Linked DNA regions of Mus musculus: all the other regions are linked to region 1. A link is a contact called in public Hi-C and promoter capture Hi-C data. All regions are on one chromosome and are shown on one strand. Each heading gives the region's core, a stretch centred on a gene start, on an enhancer-like site or on the middle of the called end of the contact. The rest is flanking DNA. Distances are from core to core; before and after follow the strand shown. Region 1 holds the start of Gsta2 (glutathione S-transferase, alpha 2 (Yc2)). Region 2 holds the start of Slc17a5 (solute carrier family 17 (anion/sugar transporter), member 5). Region 3 holds the start of C920006O11Rik (RIKEN cDNA C920006O11 gene).

Evidence for each region. Hi-C and Micro-C count contacts between places; a contact is called where the count stands out from the background. Capture Hi-C pulls out chosen DNA fragments and counts their contacts.
Region 2: a promoter capture Hi-C map of liver shows a contact between it and region 1. The contact joins the promoter of Slc17a5 here to the promoter of Gsta2 in region 1. A contact is called at or near these places in 3 of 39 promoter capture datasets (the HPC-7 cell line, cranial neural crest and neural stem cells), 1 of 115 datasets of contacts at active chromatin or transcription factors (bone marrow-derived macrophages) and 1 of 9 other capture datasets (liver).
Region 3: a contact with region 1 is called in a Hi-C map of liver, with 2.1 times the contacts expected there. The contact joins the promoter of C920006O11Rik here to the promoter of Gsta2 in region 1. A contact is called at or near these places in 3 of 484 Hi-C or Micro-C datasets (embryonic stem cells and liver), 3 of 115 datasets of contacts at active chromatin or transcription factors (all in embryonic stem cells) and 1 of 9 other capture datasets (liver).

What each region holds. Positions count from the first base shown.
Region 1 is chr9:78,345,679-78,348,538 of GRCm38.p6, forward strand. Gsta2 (glutathione S-transferase, alpha 2 (Yc2)) reads right to left here and starts at 1,467. Exons shown (of 7, transcript NM_008182.3): 1 at 1,411-1,467.
Region 2 is chr9:78,586,533-78,589,392 of GRCm38.p6, forward strand. Slc17a5 (solute carrier family 17 (anion/sugar transporter), member 5) reads right to left here and starts at 1,513. Exons shown (of 11, transcript NM_172773.3): 1 at 1,342-1,513. The coding sequence starts at 1,435.
Region 3 is chr9:78,174,404-78,177,263 of GRCm38.p6, forward strand. C920006O11Rik (RIKEN cDNA C920006O11 gene) reads left to right here and starts at 1,511. Exons shown (of 4, transcript NR_040401.1): 1 at 1,511-1,632; 2 at 2,168-2,339; 3 at 2,596-2,690. Rn7sk (RNA, 7SK, nuclear) reads right to left here and starts at 1,230; the gene lies at 899-1,230.

The DNA.
Region 1 (2,860 bases), core at 217-2,716:
CAGCTGCTCCTCATGGTCGCCTAACAGCTGCCTGCAGCACATTATGAAGCTCTGTTCTTTTTGTCTTTCTGGTTTTCTTTGTTTTTCCCCATGAGCAAGTGCTAGTTTGCCCTGGACAGCTCAGTCTGGAGGACATCCCAGGGACTCTGAGACGCTGAGGCTCTCAGGGAAGTCCTTTGCTCCATCCTCCCCACACTGCAGTCAGTGCACAACATTGGTCAGGCTACTGCCTTGCAGCCTTCTTGGTGACGAGTGCCTTATACATGACATCCATGCTGAGCTGTGTGGCTCTCTCTAACCTCCCAGAGTTAGAGCTGCATGCTACCCAAGAGTCCTAGAGCCTTCTCCATGTTTGTGACTGCCTTGAATCTCAGTACAGGACTGGCCACATAACTGCTGAGTGTCGGAGCTTGCATTCAGCCTCGTTCTACAGAAGGACTTTATTCCTGCTGTATCTTCTTACATACTCTTTAGTTTCTAAAGGAAATAAGTAGACGGCCTCTTTCCTGGTATTGGATGGAAACCCTGGTATAGCCAGGGTCCTCAGATGGTTCAAGATTCACACTTTCTTTTTCCTACTTCCTTGCTCTGGCTCACCATTTAAAAATACAAATTGTGTTGGGTATTTAGATAATAAACTAGTAATAAAGTAGAAATCCTAAGTATGAAACCTGCTACTCTGTTCAACAGAATGATCAAGGCAATGGGAACACATGACAGACACAAATGACCTAGAAAACCGAGCTGGGAACCTGGTTTCGGAGGGGACCCGGGACGGTCTGTGGTGAATTTCACTTCTTAAGAGAGAGGAATCTGCAAGTTCTCTGTGGGTTTGGGGATGCAGTTCAGGAGAAGAACATTGTTGATCTTCATTTTTCCTGAGAGGGCAGGACAGACCCACTCCTCGATATCCTAAATCCCATGCCCTTAGATTCCCCTGCAAATCTGTTAAACCCCACCCTTTGGCTCAGTGACACTGAAGGAGGGGCAGGAAGGAGGGGACAGACAGAAGTAGAAGGGGAAAAAAGAGGAGAAGGAGAGGAGGAAGGAACAGAAGGGAAGAAGAAAGGATAGAAGAGGAGGACGGGAGACTGGAGGAGGGAGAGATGGAGGGAGGAAGGGACCTGGAGGGAGGGAGAACCGAAGAAGGAATAGAGGGGGAGCAATAGGTGGCTACTGGATGTTCAGTCTCAAAGCAATGCATATGAACCAGAACCAAATGCAGGTAAATCAATCGTAATGGACATTGAATATGAGCAGAGCCTATTATATACATGGGTGAGGATTACATAATAAATCCAATTATCTTATGCAATCAGTGCATGCTAACTAAATAAAACGCTGAAAAACTAGTTTGCAGTGCTGCAGACCTGGGAACAGGTTCCACAGGTTATAAGAGAGAACACTGACCTAGTGAGAGTCCTGGCTTCTTCTCCACTCAGCTCCCAATCCAGCTCCAGAGGAGTGTGCACGCTACTTTAGTAAGGCAACAATTCTTACCCAGTATAGGGACCAATAGGGATCAGCCCCTCCCATAGACACACATAGAGTCCAAGATACCAGAGTTTCATGATAGACTAGAAAGGTGACAAATCAGGAAGAGGGACTAATGAATCCCCACCCCTTCCTGAAAATTTAGAGTCCTCTAATATAGCCAGTTCCTGATAAGGTTCCTCTGAGCCTGTAAATGATCCTCATACATGCGTCTATAAAGAACTCTATAGGAACTCTTCTCCTTCTCCTTCTCCTTCTCCTTCTCCTTCTCCTTCTCCTTCTCCTTCTCCTTCTCCTTCTCCTTCTCCTTCTCCTTCTCTTCTCCTTCTCCTTCTCCTTCTCCTTCTCCTTCTCCTTCTCCTTCTCCTGCTCCTGCTCCTTCTCCTTCTCCTTCTCCTTCTCCTTCTTCTTCCCTTTCTTCCTTTTCTTCTTCTTCTTCTTCTTCTTCTTCTTCTTCTTCTTCTTCTTCTTCTTCTTCTTCTTCTTCTTCTTCATCATCATCTTCTTCTTCTTCTTTTCTTCTTCTCCTCCTCCTTCTTTTCTTTCTCTTCCTTTCTTTCCTTCTTTCTTTCTTTCTTTCTTTCTTTCTTCCTTTCTTTCTTTCTTGTCTCTCTCTCTTACACACACACACACACACACACACACACGTGGAATCGAGGGATAGGAAGGAAAGAAGGGAAAACCACTTGAGAGTCTCAAACAGTATGACCATCCTTACCTGAGTCACCCCACAGAACTCTCAGCTCTCATAACAAAGTTTGACTTTAAACTGCTGAATTAGGGAGATGGTTTTTTAAGGAGCCTTAAATTGCAGAATTAATGCATTGTCTCAAATTCAAGGCTAAGTTAAACACAACAGGTCACACTGCTCCCTGCTTGTTTTATCTGATGAAGCATGTTAATATTAAAATCCTGCAAATAGCATGATATCTGTCTTAATCTTTGCCCTGTTTTGATTTAAAAAACTCAAGAGCCAGAGGGCAGAGAAGACGGACACAGCTCACACTTAACTTTATCTGGTGACCAGTCACATTCTGTCCAGCCTGCTCTAGGTCTCAGTGCAGCCTGTGAGTCCCTGCAGTTACTCCTGTGGGAAAGTTGCTTTGTCACCATTAGCAATGTCATTTCCAAGCTAGTGAGAATTACTGATCCTTCCTGCCAAGTTCAGACAGGGCTCTTATCCACAACAAGGTCATTCTCGCTGACCTCACTCACACACCCACAAGCTGATTCATGATTTTAGTTAATCCATGGTTCATGGGTCTTGGTTATTAATCATTACCTGATGATCTGGCTGGCCTCCGAGATGCCTGTCACATGCCTAAGGCTGTATACCCTACCAGAAAGGAGGGCTGGCCTCTTTTTA
Region 2 (2,860 bases), core at 263-2,762, 240 kb after region 1:
AGAACTAAGTCACCTGCAGCTACAAAATAGAGGCCAGCTGGGGCTACATGAGACCCTGTCTCAAAGAAAACCAAGCAACCAACCAAAAAAATGCAAGTCCTAGGTTTGACCTACTGATGCCTTACACTTTTCAAAATAAAACATTCTATTTTAGATTTTAAAAAAAAAATCTGTTCTATGTACGAATGTTTGCCTGTATGTATGTCTGTGTACCACAGGTGTGTCTGAGTAGGGAGGGTGTTGGCTCTCTTGAGCTGGAGTTATGGATGGTTGTAAGCTTCCATGTGGGTGCTGGGAACTGAACCCTCGTCCCCTGGAAGAGCAACCAGTGCTCTAACTGCTGAGCCATCTTTCCAGTTCCCTAACAAACTATTCTAAAAATAAAAACAAAACCAAAACAGATCACCCAAAAGCCAACAGAAGTAGTCTGAATAAAGTCAGAAAGTAGGGTAGTTACCCACACAAGTGGGAAGGATGGTTAAAACAGTTACGAAAGAATTCTTTGGTAATGTCAACAAAAGACATACCGACAGAAGACTGTTCCGGGCCAACAAAGGCAAATTTCCAGTTCAATTCTTTCTCACACCTATATCCTTGAATGTGTCCAAGCCGATTTGTCCTTTAGTTTTCTGTAGCTTCAGGAAGCTACATTACAAAAGTGTAGCGAAATCCAGTGAAGACACATACTTGTGTTTTGGGGGATGGTGGGTATGGAGACTAGAACCTTGTCAGGCAAGGACTATACCTCTGTGCAACATGCGCCCCCCCCCCCCCCCCCCGCAATGAAGATGCTTTTTGAAGTAGCACCTGCAAGACCTCTAGTACGGCATATTGTCTTAGAGTGCTAAAGATATCTTATCTTGAGAATAACCTGTTTCCTAACTTAAATTGCAGTCTGATAGACAAGGAAAAAATAGAAATGTCTGCAATATTTTGGTGTCTTACAGCACAAGATATTCGCGGGATTATGCAACTGTCCCCCGCACACTCAACAGCTGTTAACTCTTCTTTGTTGTTGTTTTGTTTTTGTCTCTCCTCCCCAACAAGGCGCTACCAGATCACATGTTTACAGGCCGGCATAAGCGGAAACCTGGCGGCCGCTGGAGGGGAGCAAGAAGCACTTTGGCCCCTTTGCTTATTGACTCGGATCGGGTACCCCTCCGACCCTGAATTGCTTCAGTCCCGCCAGCGCCACAGGCACCTCCGTCCCGACCCACAGCACTACAGCGGCTACCTGTCCCCCCGACCCCGCAGCCACTCCTTCAAGGCGCCCACGGCCGGGAACCACCCGCCCGCCAGGAACGCTGCCACTAGCAATCACTCGGTGGTCCCGCAGCTCACCCGCTTCGGTCTGCCGGGCGCCCGGCAGGAGCGGGGTGCTGTCCGAGCTCTCCTCATCGTCGTTTCCCGCCGGACCCCGAAGCAGGGGCCTCATAACGCCTGGAGAGCAGATGTGCCGGCGTCGTTGCTTGGCCAACCTAGCTCTCGGCAGGACAGCCCTTCGCCGTGCTGGCTGGGCGGGGCAGGATATTGCCCCGCCCCAGGACACGCCCATATCTGGTTGCCTGTTCCTAAGGCGCCATTTTAGTTTCGGGCAATTTCCCGCTGTGGGCAGGGTTGGGTTGGGCGTGGCGTTTGCGCTGTGCAAGATGTGTGTCACCAGCGGTAGGGAGCCCAGGACTCTGTTACACTAGTAAAAGCCCGGGCATTGGACAGCCTGAAGGCGGCGATGGGGTTTGCATCTCGCAGTGATAGGGAGCTAGGGAAATGGGCAGGGACTATTTGCCTTCTAAATGTCTATAATAGTTTTCAGTCTTTGTCCGTTTTGTGACAGCATATGGCTTTTGAAAAGTAGCAAAGGAAATCATGTTTTGTCCGACGAAATTGACTGTTTCAGAGGTGAACCCCAATGTAGGCAGCTGCCTTTTCTCTTTAGGAAGATACTGTTGATTGTACCCAGGGCCTCACACATATTAGACTAACGCTGATACATACCATTGACCTACATCCCCAGCGGGCAGGCCACGTGATGTATGAGCGTGGGGGAGTTTTCTCTGTAAATCTAATTTGGACAGATTTTCCCTACTGCTGACTCTAAGAAAGAGGAACTAGGAAAATGCTTCAGTCAGCCTTGGTGGGGCCATCGGGCCTCTGAGTAATAAAAGCCATATCTGCAGACCGATGGAAAAGACAGATGTGGTAGACGCCCTTAGAGATTTCCACGCAGACCAAGGAAGAGCAGAGGCTCAGAAAGTCAGGTGAGGCCCCTGTCTAGAAGAAGGGCTGACTGAGATTTACTAAAGATATCCCTAACTCTTGGGCCAGTAAATGCTGATGGGCAAGTTTTCAAAAAGACAGCTGTAGAGATAAAGCCCTTGAGTTTGTGCATACCCGCCTGGCAAATTCTTATAAAATGTATGTACAAACAGCACTTCTGGTGTGGTTAATTTGATGTGTCAGTTTGCTTGTCCTCCATGTGAGTGGATTTCAATTTGTTTGAAGGTTTGATTAGAACAAAAAGATCAGCTTCAAGCCGGGCGTGGTGGCGACACCTTTAATCCCAGCACTCGGGAGGCAGAGGCAGGCAGATTTCTGAGTTCGAGGCCAGCCTGGTCTACAGAGTGAGTTCTAGGACAGCCAGGGCTACACAGAGAAACCCTGTCTCAAAAAAACAAAAACAAACAAACAAACAAACCCAGCTTCCCTAACTCATCCCCTTGTACCCACCCCCCCACCCCTGAACTCCTCCAACAGACGGCTTCAGATTTCATTAGCCTCGGGGTTCTCATCTTTCTGCACCTCTGCTATCCTGTGTGAGCCAATAGGTTTGTTCAACACTGTATCTCCTCTCCTTTATTGC
Region 3 (2,860 bases), core at 261-2,760, 170 kb before region 1:
TCTTACTCTTTCTCTAAAGTTCCCTCTCCCACCATGAAGCCACTTATCCGTGCTAGACTAAATGGGATGACTTTGCTCATTACCTTCTCCATTTTCCTCCTTCAGCAGCTTAAAGTTACAGCCTACCTGTCCTGGGTGTTTGCCTTTTCGAGTGTAATAGCATTTGTCCTAATAACATTTTTTTAAATAAATAAATTTAAGCAGGGACTGGTAAATAGGCTCATGCTCTTATTTCCAGAGTTTGGGAGGCAGGCAGATCTCTAAATTCAATGCTACCCTGGTCTACAGAGAAAGTCCCTGAACAGCTAGGGCCACACAGAGGAAACCTGAAACAAACAAACAAGTAACTAAATAAATGTTTAAAACAAGAGAGAGAGAGAGAGAGAGAGAGAGGAAGGAAGAAGGAAGGAAGGAAGGAAGGAAGGAAGGAAGGAAGGAAGGAAGAAAGAGAGAGGTGGGGTAGAACTGTTCCCAGACAGAATCTTTGTTACGACTGCTTGGAACCTTCACCTGAACTCATATTCTCTCTCTCTCTCTCACACACACACCTTTTAAACATATTTACATCTCTATTTACATCTATTAACATAACAGAATTTTTAAAGATTTAAAAAATTTTTAATTAAAAAAAAATTTTTTTCCTGTCTCTAGCTGCATAGTCGGCCATCAGTGGAAAGAGAGGCCCTTTGGTCGTGCAAACTTTATATGCCTCAGTACAGGGGAATGACAGGGCCAAGAAGTGGGAGTGGGTGGGAAAGCGTGTGGGGGACTTTTGGGATAGGATAGCATTGGAAATGTAAATGAAATAAATACCCAATTAAAAAAATAAAAATATATATTTTTTTTAAGTTAAAGAATAAAATAAAGTTTTAAACGAAAATTAAATTGCAGGAACTACAAAAGAAAGGCAGACTGCCACATGCAGCGCCTCATTTGGATGTGTCTGGAGTCTTGGAAGCTTGACTACCCTACGTTCTCCTACAATGGACCTTGAGAGCTTGTTTGGAGGTTCTAGCAGGGGAGCGCAGCTACTCGTATACCCTTGACCGAAGACCGGTCCTCCTCTATTCGGGGAAGGTCGTCCTCTTCGACCGAGCGCGCAGCTTCGGGAGGGACGCACATGGAGCGGTGAGGGAGGAAGGGGACACCCGCCTAGCCAGCCAGATCAGCCGAATCAACCCTGGCGATCAATGGGGTGACAGATGTCGCAGCCAGATCGCCCTCACATCCGAGAGTAAGCAGGCTCTTGGTAGGTATATAAGGCCATAGAATTTTGTAACTTTACACATGTGGTGACCTTATGTAGCCGACTGTACTTGATATTATAACAAATCCTGAATCCGTTTTAGGGTTAAATAATCCTTTTTATACTCGCTTCGTTCTAAGTTTAAATTAAAATACTTAAATTTAGGATGTTTTTACTGTTAACCAAAATGCTTTGGGGCTATGCAAAATACAACAGTTTGGATTGGTTAAACCTTCCGAAGCCCCGCCCCCGACGGCCATGTCTATTCTACGGCCCGGCTCTGCTCCTGGCCCAGGCGCCCGTGTCCGGTGCGGTCCCATACGAGATGGGTTCTCTGCCTTCGGTGCGTGTCGGCGCCTCTGCCAAGGCGGAGCGGACGGCGAAAGGTAGACCCAGCGCATCTCCAGCTTCACGAGACTCACGCGGCCTTCCGTGGGCCGTAATCGTCTGTCTCCCTCTGTGGCCGAAGTGACACACCGAAGCGAGTAAAAAGCTAATTCCTAGAACAGTGTGATGCACCCGGCCCTCCGTTGGCTTCCCGTGCCCTTTGTAGCTAAATTTGGAAAATCCTGAGTTTCTCAAAGTCCAAGAACTTTATAATGTGCACTGCTAGGCTAATACCTTTACAACGAATGCCCCCCAGCTTCCCTGAATCGGAATGTGAAAGTGACACACTGAAAACCAAGGCTAAGGGTTCTGTCCTTTCTTTCACGTGTTAAAATGGTGGCATCTTTTTAATGCGCGAGGGAAAACGCAACAACAATAATAAAACACTCCTCCCAAATCCTGAACATTCAGTTATGTCCAGAAAATTGGGATGAAGATAGGACTTTGCTTTACCGCTCTGTACTGCGTTCGGGTTTTTTGTTTGTTCGGTTTGTTGTTTGGTTTTTGGTTTAGTTTGGTTCGTTTGTTTTCCAGAAAGGCCGAAAGCCATCGTGACGTCGAGGCACAAGCTCCACTGTCCTAACAGTAGAGGTCGCATGGAGTTCGTGAGACGGGCATTAGCTGCCGCTGGAGCTGTACCCAGCCCACCGTATTTTCACAAATTAGCCAGACAATACGCCTTCTCTTCGCATCACTACTGGTCCGGGTCAGCCATAAGATCCTTCCTGTTAGGGACTTTTCTTTGAACTAAGATGTAATTAACGGGATTCATTACCCCTTTTAAGTTACCCTTGGTTTCTACGAGGGATAACAGGTAATAAGGACAAAGGGAAGTAATGTAAATTTTGTCAGTTTTATTGATTATACACCCTCTAGGTGAATTTTCTGTACCTGCGTTGCACGGTTGGAAGCCTTGTTTCCTGGCCTGCGAGTGCAAGTTTTGCTTTTGTTCTATTCTTCAGCTTCCTGTGGAGATTTTCAGATACAAGCAAACAAAACATTGCATAACTCTGTGTGCAGCCCTTACCCGGATGTGTGCAGCTTTAGGGTGTGCTTGGTATGTCTCCTGCCTCCTCTTGGTTTGTGGGAGTCTTTCCTCCTAACATAGTTTCATATGGGAGTGCCACGATTTGGTATTTATTTCCAACGGGTAAAGGTTATCACACCCACCAAAAAATCTGCAAGGCTTTATCCTCAAAGCAGTCTGTCTCATGCGGAGTTTTTACT